Linked DNA regions of Mus musculus: region 2 is linked to region 1. Evidence: chromatin contacts called from public Hi-C data. All regions are on one chromosome and are shown on one strand. The core of a region is the stretch at or near the end of the contact, and the rest is flanking DNA. Distances in the headings are between cores, read along the strand shown.

Region 1 (4,400 bases), core at 869-3,368:
AGTGCGGCCGGAGAATCGCATTCATTAGCCAGGCTGACTTGGGAGAAAAGAAAAGCTACCTTTGTGTACATAATGAGAGCCACCGCGTGGCCGCGGGTAACCGCCGGGAAAGAACGCTCTGGCCTCGAGCCGCCGTGGGTTGGGCTTAGCGGACCCGAGGCGGGTTCCGTGGGGTGGACCCTGAAGCCGCTGTCCAAGTTAGCAAACAAAATGACAAGGCAGTCACCGCCGGGTCCGGACCCGGCTCCTGCCACTCACTCGGTCCAGCTCCTCCTCCCCGAGTCTGTTCTCCCTCCTCTCCCGAGTCCCCGGCGGATGTGAGCCACCAATCCCAGCCACAAACACCAAAAACCCAGAGCGAGGCGGCCCTCAACCGGCGGCTGGGCCCTCCGTGGCCCCCTCCCGCACCACATGAGTCCCGCACCGGGGCGCAGCAGCTGAGTCATCCCCTGCCGGGTCCCGGAAAGCGCTGCGCCAGGGCGGTTTGCAGAGGGGGCTTGCCAGCCGTTGGGTTCTCCCTGGACACTGTCGTGCAACCGCCTCCTGCGCTGATGCCCGCGTGTGCTCACTTAGGGAGCACTCTGCAAACCACAGGATTTAGGGAAGGGGGAGGGTCATTTTAAGGTTCCTGCCTGCTTACTGTGACTCTTCCTCCAGTTGGTTCATTTTGGAAAAACCACCCAAGCTTCTTTTTTGACTCGGGGTTTTAACGCGCTCCTCGGAGGGGGCGCGGCGGAGGCTTGCTTTAATTTCCAACATAATCATAAACAGGTTCCAAAGTCTAGCGGGTCATCCTGTGGCCGCCTTACTGTGGCTCGGCTTTAACCTTGTTTTTACGGGTCTGTCTCCTCCTGCCGGATCTCCACCGAGGTCACAAAACCAGAACAGCCACAAAGCCGAAACTGGAGACAGACACCGGCGGTGACGTCGCTGCTCAGCTTATTTACGTTTGGGGTTTTTCCCCCCCTCTATGGGGAAAGTCTTCTGTGACATGTGACAGTTGCTTTTCTTTGCTTTTTTTTTTTTTTTTTTTTTTTTTTTTTTTAAACAACCGGGCATAGGTGAAAACTAGACCCAGAAGTGCGGGCGTGCGCGTCTCGAAGTCAGCCATAACAGCATCTGGCTTGTATTTGGGGAGGGGACGATTCTCGATTCTTCGTTCAACTCTTTGGAGCTCCCCTCTCAAGCAAAATAAACCAATAGGAATGAGTGTTTATTTAATGGCTAGTTTCTGTTTGAAATACTGAAGGGTGTCCTCTGGTGGGATATTAGCACACAAAGTAGACACTGTTTACTGAAACAGATGAGCAGTCCCGGCGTAGTCCCCCATCTTTTTAAAAAGGCGCGTGGGGGTGGGGGAGTCGCAGTGGGGCACACGCGCGCTCTGGCCGTCCCCCTAGCCCAGACGTTTAAAGAGCATGTGAGCATGACAAGTGTCTATTCGCAACGTGTTAGATTTCGAAACTGCCTTGCAATCCAATCCGGAACTCAGAGCTTTAGCCCGGGGGAATAGACATTTGCCCACGGTGACTATGTCTGCCTCCCCCCACCCCCACTGTCGCTGTTGGCAGAAGAGTCCACGAGGAGGAGGGTGCGCTGTGCCGCGCCCGCGTGTCAATGGCAGCTGCGCCTTCTGGAAGAAGTTGATTCTTGTCTGGAATACTTTTCCTTCGGTGCCCCACCCCTTGAATCAGAAGCTGCTGCCTCCGGCGGCTGGAGCAGAGACAGTGAAGTTTGGGGCAGCTGTCAAAAACAAGGATGGGGGTGTCTTTTCTTCTCTGGGGTGGACAGAGGAGATGTCCTTAAACCTCTCTCCATCCTTTACAAACTAAATGCACTCTTCGCTAGCCCGGGGAGGAAAGGCCCCAAAAGAGAAACCAGTGTGGCCGCTGAGAGCTGAGGGATGGAGATGGTGCTCTCGCCACGGGCAGGCAGGCATGACCCTGCTTCTGGGTTCCGCCAGCGCGTAGAGGGACGGGTGATCTCGGCCCCCAGGCCCAGGGTTGTGGAGCTGGAAGGTGCGGGGGAGGGGCAGAGGAGCGCGGCGGGGCGGGCGGGGGACGGGGCGGGCGGTTGGGGGCGGAGGCAGGACCTCCTGTACCTTCCCTCTGCTCTCTCACTCTGACAGCGCCGAGGTGCGCCGAGTGGAGCGGGAAACAAAGGAGCTGAGTAGGGAGGGAGGGAATTGGGCCAGGGAGAACCCCCGGCTGGCTGCCAGAAGATCCCGACTGGAGGAAGCCCAAGTGTCACTTGAATTCCAACCCAGAAGCCAGCGCCTGAGACCGGAGCACCTTGTTTAGCAATAGTGGTTGGAACACTCTCTTGTAAGTTACCGGAGCACTAGTATAGGAGGAGGATCATCGACTACCCTCCCGCCACTCCACGGCTGCTGGCTCCTAGAAACCCCAGCTTCACCTCTCACTGGGACTCGAGTTCCAGAATGAAAAGCAAGAAGGGTAAGGTGGCGGCGGGCTGTGAGCGCCCGGGGCACCAGTGCGGGACATGTGCGGGCCGCGCCGGATCGGGAGAACACTGACTTGATGGGACTTTTCGGACCAGTGGCTCCCCGGCTGGATTGGTGGCTGTTCTCTTTGTTGAGGCTGTGTCTCTGATGGCAGTTGGTGTTCTTTTCCTTCTAGACACAACCCGAGGGGCTGTTGTGGGGAGGCTGAGCCGCGCCACGCTGTTGGCACGTTGTCAAGAACCACGCTCAGCGCCTTGTTTGTACGCCTCCAAGTTTCATTGTCTTCCTGACACCCCATGCTCGGCCCAGGCGCCGCGTGGTTTCTAGTGCCGTTTCTGGGGCAGGGCTTTGCGGTTGATGTTCTAGGAGACCCTGGCACCTCGCTTTTCCCTGTGGGGGGTCCTTGGCGAATTCCAGTCGCCTTACCTTTTGTCTAAAAGTTTGTAGTTCCGGGTGTTCTCTCACTCCTCGCCGGATCCTGGCAATGTTTTTTTTTTTTTTTTTTTTAAAGAGATGTGTTTTTCACTATCAAAGGAATGTGATCCGGGACCCCCACACATATCGCCCTAGGGCGAGCATAGCTTTGGAAAGATGGACTTTAAAATTTTTACTAGTTTCTGAAAGTTTTCCCACGATGAATTTAGGACCGCGTGTGCTGTTAGAACACAAGTACCATGCAGTCGAAAACTGTCCAAGTGTGACAAGCAGGCTTGGTTGTAAGTGCAAAAAGCGAGGCTGTCATTGTTTCCACCAAAGCTTTACAACTAAAACTTGCCGTCAGTCTGGTTTAAAAACAAAACACACTGGGGAGGAAGGGGGGAAAAAAAAAACCCAAAAGGTCAAAGACTGTGAAGTCCCTTTTGAAGCTAACTTTGGAGTCCCTGACTGGGAGGTCCCTCGAGTGTTCCAGTCGTGGACTGGAGTTGGCTTTTTTTGTTGTGATTTATGTGGAGTGGTTCAAAACAGAAGTTAATCGCTTGGAGAAGCGGGCGGGGGGAAGGGGGCGCTGGTGCGCATGCCCGGGAGCTTCCTCGAGTTTGTTACTCCACATTCTTTCAGACCTAGACCGCGACTGCAGTTCCAACGGAACACGGTTATAGCAGCTGCCGCCAAACACGCTTCCTCACGGGGTTTCTCCGCGCTTCCTACCTTAGAGAGTTGGGTGGATGTTATTCTGTGAGAGACCCCGAAACATACGGAACTCATGAAGACCCCGGGTACTTGGTTAAGTAGGCCTCCTTGCTCCTTTCCACCCTGGGACAGTCAGAGTGTGGGCGCTCTGAGTTGGGGGACAGTTTAACTGAGCTCTGGGGAAAACTTAGGGATCTTCTCAAGACCTCTGTCACCCCTTGACGTGGCTGACAGATCTAGACCCCCGTGGGAGGCATTCCGCTCCAATAGCACCTCAATGAGGGTAGTTTGGTTTTGTGTGGCTCCGGGGTGCGGGAATGCAAAACTGGGTTTCCGTGGGTGGGGAGGAAGGCTGACGACTAGCTTCCCATTCAGGCTCCACCCTCTTGGGTGTCCCCTTCCCCAGATGCGAGGTCCCCAGCCCAAAGAGCGTGGGTTCCCCAAGTCAATCCCCCCGACTCATGGAAACGATGAACGGTGACGTGTTGGAGAGGAAACTTTGCTGAGACCGATTTCGAGTTTCTCATTGGGAGAGCTGAGACTGCTAAGGTTGTCCTGGCTCCTTTTCCCTTTTTTAGGCTTCCTCGGCACTGGGTCTGGGAAGGGGGCAGACCCTTGAGGATATGAACCGCACCGCCCCATTTCTTTACTTCCTTAGGGACCAGGGGCCAGCTCCGTTGCTAACTTGTACAGTTAGCAGGCGGGCTTCAGTTGGGGCTGAAGAACAAAAGCTGCTTGCTCTCTCCTCTTGCCCCTCCCTCGGCTGCAAGCCTCCACAGCCCTGCCTCCCACTGTCTGAAATTAC
Region 2 (4,400 bases), core at 1,319-3,818, 210 kb before region 1:
TTGTTTGTTTTACTTGTTGTTACAACTATGAGGTTTGATGCATTGATATAGAGCTGTCTCTAATTGTTTGCACAGCCCAAAGCAAAAAGAGCTGGAGCGACCACTCTAAGAAAAACTAAGTAGAGGATCACCTACTTGGGCCAATAGTTTGAATTCATTGCTTGTATTGTTCAAACACAGTAGATGTGTAAATGTGCAAAAATGACAACTCTTGGGATCCATCAGTTCTGAAGGCTATACTCAAGAAAGACTCTTGGGTAAGAGTGTAGCCCAACACTGGGAATTTTTGTTACTATTTCTTATGTTATATGGATAACTTGAAACCACATCATACAGTATAAGGAATTAATTTGTGCCCCTAAAGTCAGTACTTTTAAATGACTGTCATACCAGGAATGCAGTTGTTTAGTATATTGAATATCAGTTACTTCAATTCTACAGTGGCCTCTGCTGATAGGTTTACAATTTAACTATATTCTTGCCATGTTAGTGACTTGAGTTGATTGTCAAATCAAAAGGATTAATGTAAATAAGTAGGTACTAATACGTATGTAGTTATGTGTAGTATACATATATATTGCATACATTGTATATATTATACACACATCACATACATACATACATACACACACAGAGAGAAAGAGAGGTAGAGGAGGAAAAAGTCAGAGACAGCATTTCACTTAGAAATAACAGGAGGAAATCAAGCGCACATCTGGACACCTACAGAACTATGACTGAGGTTAGGCCAAGCACTAACTTATCGATAAAGTATCCCAGGATAGGGCTCCCTCCATCCACAGCTGGCTGCTTCCAAGAGATGATGATGTAATCCTTGTTAGCATCCAAAGACACCACATCCAAGGGTGCAGCTGGGGCTCCTTCGATCTCTGCATCAGCATCTGTAGAGACAGAGGGATCCCGTAAGCTGCTCAGCCAGGCTCTGCCAGCTCGGCAGACTGTGGTCACGGCGCACACATTTCCCACACGTCACAGTAGCTACGTAGTCGGCTTCACAGAGCAAGCTCCAAGTCTTATCATTTGTTCAGCAATATAACAAGGTATGCTTTCCACTTCTGGTGGAAGATCATTAGATGAGAGAATAAAGGGGGCTCTGAAAAGAACCCATGAACCTTTTCTTCTTGGTTCTCAAAATTTACCCCCCAAAATTAATAGGGAGATGTCAGCTAGGTGATTCATGCCAGAGAGTCCATTCTTAAGACATTGTTTGGCAATGGTACTCACCCAGGAGAAAACACTCCTCCCAACTGAACAATCTTTCCCTACGAGCTACACCTCTGCAACGCTTGTGAGTTACAAAGGTGTTTGATATGATGGCAGAAACCTTTGCAGACCTCTGGGTTTAATGTTAATAGGTTGGCGTTACTTGTGAAGAGCTCAGGTTACCTGGGTTTTGGACATTCTGTTTCATGACCTATAAACCATCAGGGCGTGTTCTCTGGGAAAATGTCTCCTGCAGACACACTAAATGAGAAGGACACCAACAAACCATGGCCAGGGCTGAACGTAGAACGTTTCCTGCATGCCAAGCAACAGGAAACGAGTGCTTTCCTGGGCACTCCCGTCTCTTCCCAGGCTTTGCAAGCAGGGCAGAGACAGAAGGAAGAGCAGAGCAAGAATGCAGTGGTGATGCTGATGCTGATGCTGATGCTGATGCTGATGCTGATGCTGATGCTGATGCTGATAAAGCCCAAGTACCAGAAGAGGCACTCAGAGGAGGTCTCTCTCTAGGGGAACAGCTAGCAACAACACAGAAACGTCCTTGTCTTAAAGGCCTATGACTCCACATACTGATGGAGTAATTCCCGTGTTAACAGAGCAGAGTCTAGTTAGCTGAGCAGCCGGCGATTCTGGGTTGTAATAGAAAGCAGGGGACAGGAGGTGTCCAGAGAGCCACAGACCAGCATTTCTATAACAAAGGGTGCAAGATGCCATTCAGGGGGTGAGCTTGAAGATCTATTAAGTTACTTAGGCATTCATCCGCATATGGCCACCTCTGGACCACACCTTCCATGTGCTGACCCTGAGGAAACATGTCCCAGAAAAGCCTGCCTCAAGGATACTAGCCTCTTCTTCATCAGCTGATGCTTCAACTCCAACTGACAAGCGCTCATTGTTCCAGGAAAGCAAAGGTTTCATTTTTGTGGCTTTTAATTCACAATACCACAAGAATAATCACAGTTTAGCTGTGTCTGGGGAATGGCGGCCCCACTGTCTGGTGATGATATTACTTCGTAAACAATCATGTCTTCTGTTTCCTGTATTATCTTCCACTTTTACTAACCTTGGGCATGGGTGTTTGTCAGAGTTGCTTTCCTAAGTTCATTTAACGCTCTTCTGGGTGCCCGTCCTGGCTAGTTTTATGTCTGCTTGATACAAGCTGGAGTCATTTGGGAAGAAGGACTCTGAATTAAGAAAATGCCTCTGCAAGATTTGCCAATAGGCAAGTCTGTGGTGCATTTTCTTAGCCTTGGGGATTGATGGGAGGGCCCAGGCCAATGTGGGTGCTGTCATCCTTGGGCTGGTGGTTCTATAAGGAAGCAGGCTGAGCAAGCCACAAGGAACAGGCCAGTAGCCAGCATTCCTCTGTGGCCTCTGCATCAGCCCCCCACTCCCTTGGGCTCTGACTCAGCTTCCCTCAGGGATGGATTTGTATGCTGTAAGACGAACTAAACTATGCGTTGCTTTTGGTCACAGTGCTTCATCGTAGCAATGCAGTGGTAAACTTTTAACAATAGTTAAAAGTATTGTTCCTGTTCTCAAGATGGGCAACACAGTGTGGGGAGTCTAGCATGGTGGGAATGTATTCTGAGGGGCGCTCTCAGTGTCCAGCTCCAGCAGCTCCTGTCCAGCTCCGGGCCACAGAGCCCACTAGCCAGCATTTATCCTCTTCAAAGCTTCTAGCTTTCTCTCTCTCTCTCTCAACTTCCAAATAGCCTAACTTCCTATGGGTTGATTAATCTGGTCAAAGATTAGCCTGTTACTCATTATGGCCTCAGACATAGGCTAATAATAATAATAATAACTTTTTTCAAAATGTTATCTTATTGTTTATATTTATTATAGAGGTAGTTCATGATTATCAAAGAGATGATAATCAAGAAGGTTAAAATCTCCTTTAAATCTGTAACTCAGAAATAATGGCTACTGACATACTGGCCTAAACTAAAAGATGAAAAAATATTTTGAGATGGGTCTTGCTAGAATTTATGGCTCAGGCTGACCTTGAACTGGGGATCATCCTGCCTTGGCCTGCTGAGCGCTAGGATTGTAGCTGTGTGCCAGCACGTCTAGCAAAAATGATAATGATTATTACTAGTCCAGGCTGGCCACAAACTCATATTTGATCTACTTGCATTTTCTTGTGTCCACTCTTATGTGGGTTATGGATATATGCAACCACATAAGAAATAAATCCTAAATATGATGATTTTTTAAATAACTTGGGTCATGGTGTTCATGCAAACTTCTTTTTCTTGATACATTTCAGGAAGTACAGATATACATCATTCGTTTTCACTGCTGCATAGTAGTTCTTTATGTGAAGCATGAACTTCTTATATTTATTCATATATATTTATACCTTTTTATTAAAATATATGTACAGATAAAGACATTTTAATTTAGTACTCTCATTGGTAAGCAACTCTGGTTTTATGTCATATTTGTCTTCATCTTTGTCCATTTTGTCCTGGAACTGGAGAAGTAGGACTGTGTGCTTTAAATACATAGTTGTAAAACATCCTCAGAGACTTTGAACCAGTTCATAATCACAGCCTCGTATAGGAGGACCGGCTTCTGCGTCCCCCTGCCCTGGTAGAGTTGTTTTTATTATGTGTATTATATGTGTGTGTGTGTACATGTGTATATGCATAGGCATGTGTATGTGCACGCATGTATGTCGACCAGAGTTCAAGGAGTGATGTCTTCCTCAGTTGCCTTGCTCTTTGAGACAGTCTCTCACTAAACCAGGAGTTTGTAGAGTCAGCTAAACTGCTGGGGTCCACCTGTCTCTGAAGCTAGAGTTCCAGGGGTCCCCCTGCCTCTGCCCAGCCCTACACCCTCCAGTGCTGAGTTTATAGAGTGTGCTATTGCAGCTGGCTTTTACACGGGGGCTGGGGGCTTAATGTGTGTGTGGCAGGCACTGAGCTCTCTCCAGCCCCCACAAGGGAGTTGTAAATCATATTATCTTTTCAGTATGGCAGGTAAAAAGGGTCATTTGTCTGCAATTTATGCAAAAACTGAATGCTACAGTTGCTAATGACACTTTCCGTGCACTTGTTTGCCTGCCCCCTCTCTCCTTCCCACCTCCCTCCCTCCTTCCCTGTTTCCCCGCCCCCCCAGTGTGTGTGTGTGTGTGTGTGTGTGTGTGTGTGTGTGTG

What was found. A called contact is a pair of places that touch in the nucleus more often than the background predicts.
Region 2: a contact with region 1 is called in a Hi-C map of adipose-derived mesenchymal stem cells, with 2.9 times the contacts expected there. The contact joins the enhancer-like site here to the promoter of Tgif1 in region 1. A contact is called at or near these places in 2 of 39 promoter capture datasets (the 3T3-L1 cell line and macrophages), 5 of 484 Hi-C or Micro-C datasets (adipose-derived mesenchymal stem cells, erythroblasts, muscle stem cells and 2 more), 1 of 115 datasets of contacts at active chromatin or transcription factors (bone marrow-derived macrophages) and 2 of 9 other capture datasets (adipose tissue and liver).

The regions. Positions count from the first base shown.
Region 1 is chr17:70,848,928-70,853,327 of GRCm38.p6, reverse strand. Tgif1 (TGFB-induced factor homeobox 1) reads left to right here and starts at 2,118. Exons shown (of 3, transcript NM_009372.3): 1 at 2,118-2,456. The coding sequence starts at 2,441.
Region 2 is chr17:71,057,624-71,062,023 of GRCm38.p6, reverse strand. Myom1 (myomesin 1) reads right to left here. Exons shown (of 37, transcript NM_001083934.1): 11 at 758-899. Among named protein-coding and RNA genes, the nearest start is that of Myom1, 40 kb to the right of the region's middle. Within about 2 kb of position 2,568, at least 39 of the 459 cell types and tissues checked have an H3K27ac peak or open chromatin away from gene starts, as enhancers often do. A contact at or near this core is called in adipose-derived mesenchymal stem cells and muscle stem cells, where this site is marked.